Regions from separate parts of the Hordeum vulgare genome. Here region 2 is linked to region 1. Evidence: chromatin contacts called from public Hi-C data. All regions are on one chromosome and are shown on one strand. Each heading gives the region's core, a stretch centred on a gene start, on an enhancer-like site or on the middle of the called end of the contact. The rest is flanking DNA. Distances are from core to core; before and after follow the strand shown.

Region 1 (3,832 bases), core at 289-2,788:
TATGCAACGAGTTGCATATTGACAAAACTCCCCATACGATTTATTTAGTTCATTCCCGTTTAGGTACACGACAATATTAAATGTTGCTGAACATGGAAAGCGGTGAAGCACGAATAATCTACTTATCTAAGCATTTTAAATGAGGCCGGAAACGACATATAGCATTTTCGAACTGACCCCACGTGTTAACTTTGTAACCTGTGCAGATTTGTCCTAATCATATTTTATGTTAGTTAAACGACCAAACAAATTGGTTCACGTGATTCTACTCGTCATTCTTGTCCATTTACATATATGGCTCATCTCTAACGAAGCTATGGTTAATTAACTATGGATTAAACCATTTCTATCATGTCTACACGTAAACCGATGCAAACAACATGGCTAACAATTTTCAATAAGCATAAACCGATGCAAACAACACGGCTAACAATTTTCAATAAGCATGAGAGTTAGAAAATATTAACCTACCTGAAATTATAGTCATTTTATATATATAACTCGTTCCTATCCGTCGTTGCATCCAACTAAATTACAGTACTTAGACAAAATAAAAACTACGAGCAACAGAGATAGGCTGGGCTAGCCACTGCAATGGGGCCACACAGGTGGTCAACTGGTCATCTCAATATCAGTCAACAGGGCGCTAGGGCCCGGTGTCATTGTATCACTCGGGATGGCACTATCCACTCGAGCTATTGCATGTACCACGGCAGGAATATAGTGCAAAATCTGAATAACCTAATATGTCGGATGGATCTAGGGAAAACAGAGTATCAGATCGTGCAATTGCTCATAGCGGGGAAAGGAGAGGGCGCCAGCGTGCGGGGAAAGGAGAGGGCGCCAGCGTGCGGGGCTCACTCGGGGATGCAGCAGCGGGCCGGGCGCTGATGGGCCATGTGCGTGCACGGCCGACGCACAGCGCAGCAAGCGGGCAGCAGATCAAGCCTCTTCTCGATCTCTACGCTCGATGGAGGCGGATGAACAAGTTACGGGATCCGGCGCGGCAAGGTGTGGGGCGGAGGCTCCTCCGGCGAGGGTCGGCCTAGCGGCAAAGGCAAAGGCGGCGGGGCGAAGCGGCTGCGCTGGGGCGTTGCGGTTCCCTTGGCCGCTCCATGGCTGTAAGCACCAGACCTCCTGATGTTCGAGACAGGGCTGACAACGACCAGGAACGAGCATGGCGAAGCTTGCAGAGGTCCTCGGGTCCGATGGAGAGCACTGGATCCAAAGGAGGGCGAGGCAGGGGACCCATTTCCGGCGGTGTTGAGGTCGAACAGCCGCAAGCTTCGGCATTGGGCGACGGCCTTGGCGGGGGCTCATGCTCCAGCCGGCCATGGGGGTCGTTCCTGCAGGGGAAAGATGGGAGAGAGAGGTTGCTGGAGAGTGAGAGATGAGACGGGGAGAGAGGGAGAAGATGCAGGGGCATGATGCTCGAGGCTGTCACGACCTTGTGGTGGCACTCGCCGGTACTGGTATGATCCACCATGGATCGAGGCCAGAGATGAGGGGTACGAGGCTCTCGGCCTTTAGAGGCTGTGGCTTGCTGTTGTTGCGTGGCTGCGGAAATCCAGGGAGGTGGTCGGGAGTTCTGCTTGGTGGAATGGATCGAGAGGGACCACGAGGGAGGATTGAATGGGTGGCGGCGCGGCGCGTAATGGGAGGAGGGCTAGGGATTTTTCTAGGGTTAGGTTGTACGTGGACTACATTTCTATATAAATAATAGGTGAATTTGGCTAGGGGGTTATTTGGTCTCTCCCATCGTCATCCGACGGTCGAGAAAATATAGGCTAGGGTAGACCAAACAAATAGCGGACATGTTTTGGGGTATTACAGGGTCTTCAGGCTAGGTTGCACGTAGGGTCTGTGCAGTGTGGAGAGGGGGCTAGGCATAGAAGAGAGGGAAAGCGGACAACCCGGTGATAGAGTTTAAAACAACGAAAGACGTCCGTCAATGGGCCGGCTATAGGGCCGCTATAGGTTTAATGGTTGGGGTATCAAACGAACTCCGATTGCGACGAAATTTGGCACGCGACCTACGTATATTAAAATAAGACCGCACGCCAAGTTTCAGGCCAATCCGAGAATATTTTATACGCACTTAGAAAACAATATGTTATCGATGCTACGGACACGTGCGTGCGTGGTTGGTCTCGAAACGATCAACGATAAAAACGGAGGGAACCGACAACTAATTATGGATGTTGATTTGAAAACTGGGGCAACAGAGTGGCGATGCAATGCAGATGATGAGCATGACACAAAGATGAATGCATCAAACAAATAATAAGACGACGACAAAGAAATAAGAGGGGAATCTTCTGGAGCGTCGGTCTCGGGCTGTTACAAGTCTCCTGTCCTAAAAAGAGATCTCGCCCCGAGATCTAAGAATGAAAGGGGAAGAGGCATAGAAAGAGCAATAGGTAAAACTTAGTCGCTTCTTTGACAAACTAGTGAAACCAACGATCCTTGAAGGTTGCACAGATATGAAGAATGATATGATAAACTAGCAAGTATTCACACAAAATTTCGACAACACTTATGTAGGAAACTGAAGTAAAAATTTGATAAGATGGAAGGATCTTGAGAAGATCCGCAACAAATCAATTAAATTGAAAAACAAGCAAAGAACATGATCTTGAGAGAGCAAGATGATATATTGAGTGCGGGAGCGCACTTTAGCATGCTCCAGAGCATGCTTATTGCATGCCAAGGCATGTTGCACGCATTCTGGGTGTGTCCCCGTTATCCACTAGTTCACTACTAGGAAAAGGGTTGTAGATGATATAGACACTAATGGCGCACTAGACAAGTAGTGCGCCACTACTATATAGTAGTGGCGCACCATGTGCAGGTGTATCATTAATGTGATGGATACTAATGGCGCACCACACACTCGATGCGCCACTACTTTTTTTTTGCAAAACTACTAATGGTGCACCACCAGCTGGTGCGCCATTAGTAACCAGGGTTACTAATGGTGCATCTGTAGGTGGTGCGCCATTACTATAATTTTTTTGTTTGCAAAACTACTAATGTCGCACCACCAGCTGGTGCGCCATTAGTAACCAGGGTTACTAATGGCGCATTTGTAGGTGGTGCGCCACTACTATATTTTTTTTGCAGAACTACTAATGGCCACCGCTCCACCGCCGCCGCCGACCCCCCGCACCCTCCCCCGCTCCACCGCCGCCGCCGACCCCCCGCACCCTCCCCCGCTCCACCGCCGCCACCGACCCCCCACACCCTCCCCGCTCCACCACCGCCGACGATCCCTCGCACCCTCCCCGGCCCGCTGCACCGCCGATGCTGACCCCCCGCACCCTCCCCCGCTCCACCGCCGCCGACGACACACCACACCCTCCCCCGCTCCACCGCCGCCGACGACCCCCGCACCCTCCCCTGTATCCTCGCTCGGTTCCCCCGAACAGAATCGGTAGAGCGCACCACCCACCCCCTCCCTCCCCCCTGAGCGCCATTGCTATCCAAAAAAAATAATATTACTAATGACGCACCTCTTTGGGTTGCGTCATTGCTATCCAAAAAAAAAAGATTACTAATGGCGCACCTCTGTGAAATGCGCCATTGCTATATAAAAAAATATTTACTAATGGCGCATTGCATGGGGATGCGCCATTGCTATCAAAAAAAATCTAATGGCGCACCGCTCCGGGGTGCGCCATTGCTAACGGGCAGTGCCTGCCCCGGATCCCGTCCCCCGGATCCGCCCCGGATCCCGTCCCCAAGACCTCCCCGCGCTCCGCTGTGCCTGCGCGCAGCCAGCGCGCAGCCCCGGATCCCGTCCCCCAGATCCGCCCCGCCTCTCCGGCCCAAG
Region 2 (3,706 bases), core at 677-3,176, 550 kb after region 1:
GGAAGTAGTGGATACCAAAAGAGCCAGGTTCAAATTTAGGACATAAACGATTAACACTAACCTAACATAGGTCACACATTACACGAGACATGTAATGTTGTTCATGTCAGTCGTAGAGAGCCTGTTGGTATCCTGCTTCGACGCAATGGGAGTTTTATGAGTACTTCAGAATCCTAAAGTGTATTATTAAATGATCCGAATTCACGAAGGAAATGTTGTGGATCTACAAACTTATTGCTCAAGCCAAGCTTCAATACATTTTCAACTAGTAAAGGAAACTGAACCACAAGAGGCTAATAGAACAGGTAACTGCAAGAACAACTAAGGAGAAAATGAACACATAAAATCAATTACAAGTCAAATGCAAATGTAATAATCTTTAAAATGCAGCTAAAACAAATTAAATTCAGTTGACAAGGATTTAGTGCTTACCTTTCTCTTGAACTCCATTTGCTTTTTGCTTATTTGCAGCTGGACCAATACGCATGGGCCTGGAAGAACAGATCATCCCATTCATTTCAGTCATTGCACGAGTTTGTTCTGTAGGATCACCAAATTTCACAAAGCCATAGCCCTTTGAGCGCATTGTCAATTTGTCTGTTACAACTTTTGCACCCTTAACAGAGGGGTATTGTGCCCTAAATGTCTCTTGCAATAAGTAGTCGGTGACATCAGCAGCCAAATCACCAACAAATATTGTGTAATCAGCGCCGTCATCATGTTTTTCACCAGCAGTCGCCCAGTTCAATCTGTATGTCATCTCAACATTTGGCATCATTGCCCCGTTGAATGTCTGAAGAACTCTTTCAGCACCAGCACGGCTTGTGAATTCAATAAAGCCATAACCTTGAAGTTGTCCAGTCTGCTTGTCACGAATTAGTTTAACAGATTGTACCTATAAATTAAAGAGGACAATATGAAAGATCAATATGTATCCGATAGACACAAACAGAGAGTATAATTTGTAGAACACATGATGATAAATAATCCCAAATCTGAATCAGTCAACCAGTTACAACATCAATAAACCAGTTATAATAGAAAAGCAACTCAGTTTCGCAAAATACCTTGGCCACAGTCATTCCTAAAATTTAGTTTCAGCCTATTGTGAAACAAATAAGCTTAAGGAACCAATAACAAAACCAAACAAAAAAACTGAGAACCTGATCCCATGGCTCAAGTGGCTCTTCAGAAAGTAAAACGGTTAACTGAAGAATAACAGTAGTTTGAATTCAGACAGGGGCCTGACACACATAAACACATATATTGCATCAAACACGGATGTGTAATCACGAATTAACGTCCATTGCATTAATCGCAACGATCCATACAGCAAAGCGCGCAGCTACATAACATTTGCGTCAAGCGTCACCCACGGGCCCACGACAAATCACTGGTAAAATCCACATCGACATATTGAAACAATTATACAACGGATTCTGAGGAGATGGCACCGGAGAGCGAGAGGCACGTACCTCGCCGGTGCTCGCGAAGCAATTGTAGACATAGTTCTCGTCCATCCAGTACTGCAGGTCCCCTATCCAGAGTGTCCTGGCCTCGTTGGGCCCAGCGGGCGCCTGCGTCGGGACAGACGGCCAGCCGTAGTACGCGGTCTGGGGAGGCGGCTGCGCCTGCCCATACGCGGCCTGCTGGGGCGGCAGCGGCTGGCTCCACATCTGCAGGGGTGGCGGCGCGTAGAGCTGGTGCGGCAGCATGGGCGGTGGGATGGCGCCCCACTGTGGCGGCGCGCCGGACGCCGGATGCGGTGGGGCAACGCCGGGCTGCGGCTGTGGCATCATGGCGGCTGGAACGATGAACCCTAACGCGGAGAGGGAACGGGAGCAGAAGCAGGAGCAGGAGCAGGACGAGATGGGGTTGGATTGCGATCCCGATGTGTGCGCGTGTGAGGGCCAACGTGCAAGGACGGACGCAGACGTCTGGCGCCCCACCCCATATCTCTACTCGGCACCTGCTGCTCATCATGTCATCTACCGAGTACAGTATAACTCATCTTATAACTAACATATATACTCCGTTTCTAAATATAAGACATTTTAAGGATTACATTACAAACTACATACTGATGTATATAGACATATTTTAGAATATAGATTCACTTGTTTTGTTCCGTATGTAGTCCATGATAGAATATGTAAAAGGTCTTATATTTAGGAACGAAGGGAGTAATAGGTAATTAAAAGAGTGTGTTATTTTTTTGTTATATGGCCTATTTTTCACTCTCATAAATATCTAGGAGCACGTGCTAGTGCTGGTTTTTAATTAAAAGCTCGTTTATTTTCTTTCTCATCTTCTCTTTTCTCCAACTAAGCAAAAATATATTAGTTTATTTCTTATAGCCCCTTTGATTCAGCTCTATTGTACTTGCTCTTAGGCCCGTGCAATAGAAGTTTCTTAGCGCGGGTTCATGACGGTTTTGATTATGTGTCATATGTGTCATACTAGGTAACGATGATATGTCATACTAGTTAATAATTTAAGATACAATATTTGCACGCCATCATAGGTAAAAATGATTAATAGCTCAATCACATCTATGCATGAGGATCAAATCATTAAATTTAGAGACAACCTCTAAAAAATAATGCATTGGGTTAGTGGTCTCTTAAATTATTAATCCTCCTATAATAACGTGCTACGAAACGATGTATTGGCACACGCCTTAGAGCATCTCTAGCACACCCCGTATAAGAGCATCTCTAGCAGACCTCGTATAAGAGCATCTCTAACACACCCCGTATAATGCCTAGATCCGTAAAATAACCGTCCAAATACGGGTCTGCGCGGAAAATGTTACCCGATCATACCCCGTAAACGCGTCCGACCCGTAAAAAAATTTGAGGGGTGCGACAAAATTCCCTCCCCGACCCGCGAAAACACATGTTTCCGCCTCGCTCTACGATTCCACGTATCATATGAAAGCGGTTGGTGGGAGGGACATTTCAGCCCGCACCCTTTCCCCCCCCCTTCCGCCTCTGCCCCGCCATTGGTTCCGCCCGTGTGCCGTCGGCGATTCTGGCCAAATCTACGGGCTCAATCGCGTCGCGGGGGCGCCCCTGCCCTCTTTCATCGAGTCGCTGGACCGGCTCCCCCGGATCCGCTAATCTACCGTGGCCGGAGAGCCACCATCGGAGATGGAATTGAGCTCGTGCGAGAAGTTTTTGCTCGACGATTCATCCGATTCGGACGACTCGGATGTTGAGACGATGCTTCTCACCTTTCGCCGGCATACTTTGGTAATGGCCCTTGCCGTGAAGGAGCACGAACACAAGAACCAGAAGAGGCGGCAAGGATCGACCGTCGGTCGTCTTTGCATTCCTCAAAATCGCAACCTCGGGAACAAGATGTTGATGCAAGACTACTTCGCGGCCAATCCAACATATCCGCCGCACATCTTCCGGAGAAAGTAACGTATGCGTCGATCCATCTTTGTGAAAATTGTTCAAGCTTGCGAGGCCAATTGTCGATATTTTACTCAAAGAAGAAATGTCGCGGGCTTGAATGGATTTAGTGCATATCAAAAAATCTCGACACCTATGCGGGTAATTGCATACGGCATTCCTGCTGCCTATGCCGATGAGTACCTTCTCATTTTTTGCATGAAGGAGCGAGACCGCCAGTCCACCTTGGATGTTTCCCACATTATGTGGACGGAGTTGAGATCTGCAGTGCTTGATAAGAAGAAAGT

The links. A called contact is a pair of places that touch in the nucleus more often than the background predicts.
Region 2: a contact with region 1 is called in a Hi-C map of leaf, with 2.6 times the contacts expected there. The contact joins the promoter of LOC123411429 here to the enhancer-like site in region 1. A contact is called at or near these places in 2 of 6 Hi-C or Micro-C datasets (leaf and seedling) and 1 of 1 datasets of contacts at active chromatin or transcription factors (embryo).

What each region holds. Positions count from the first base shown.
Region 1 is chr7H:325,436,188-325,440,019 of MorexV3_pseudomolecules_assembly, forward strand. No RefSeq gene overlaps it. Among protein-coding and RNA genes, the nearest start is that of LOC123411429, 550 kb to the right of the region's middle. Within about 2 kb of position 1,539, at least 3 of the 3 cell types and tissues checked have open chromatin away from gene starts, as enhancers often do. A contact at or near this core is called in leaf and seedling, where this site is marked.
Region 2 is chr7H:325,982,594-325,986,299 of MorexV3_pseudomolecules_assembly, forward strand. LOC123411429 (RNA-binding protein L-like) reads right to left here and starts at 1,927. Exons shown (of 6, transcript XM_045104367.1): 1 at 1,476-1,927; 2 at 433-895. The coding sequence starts at 1,799.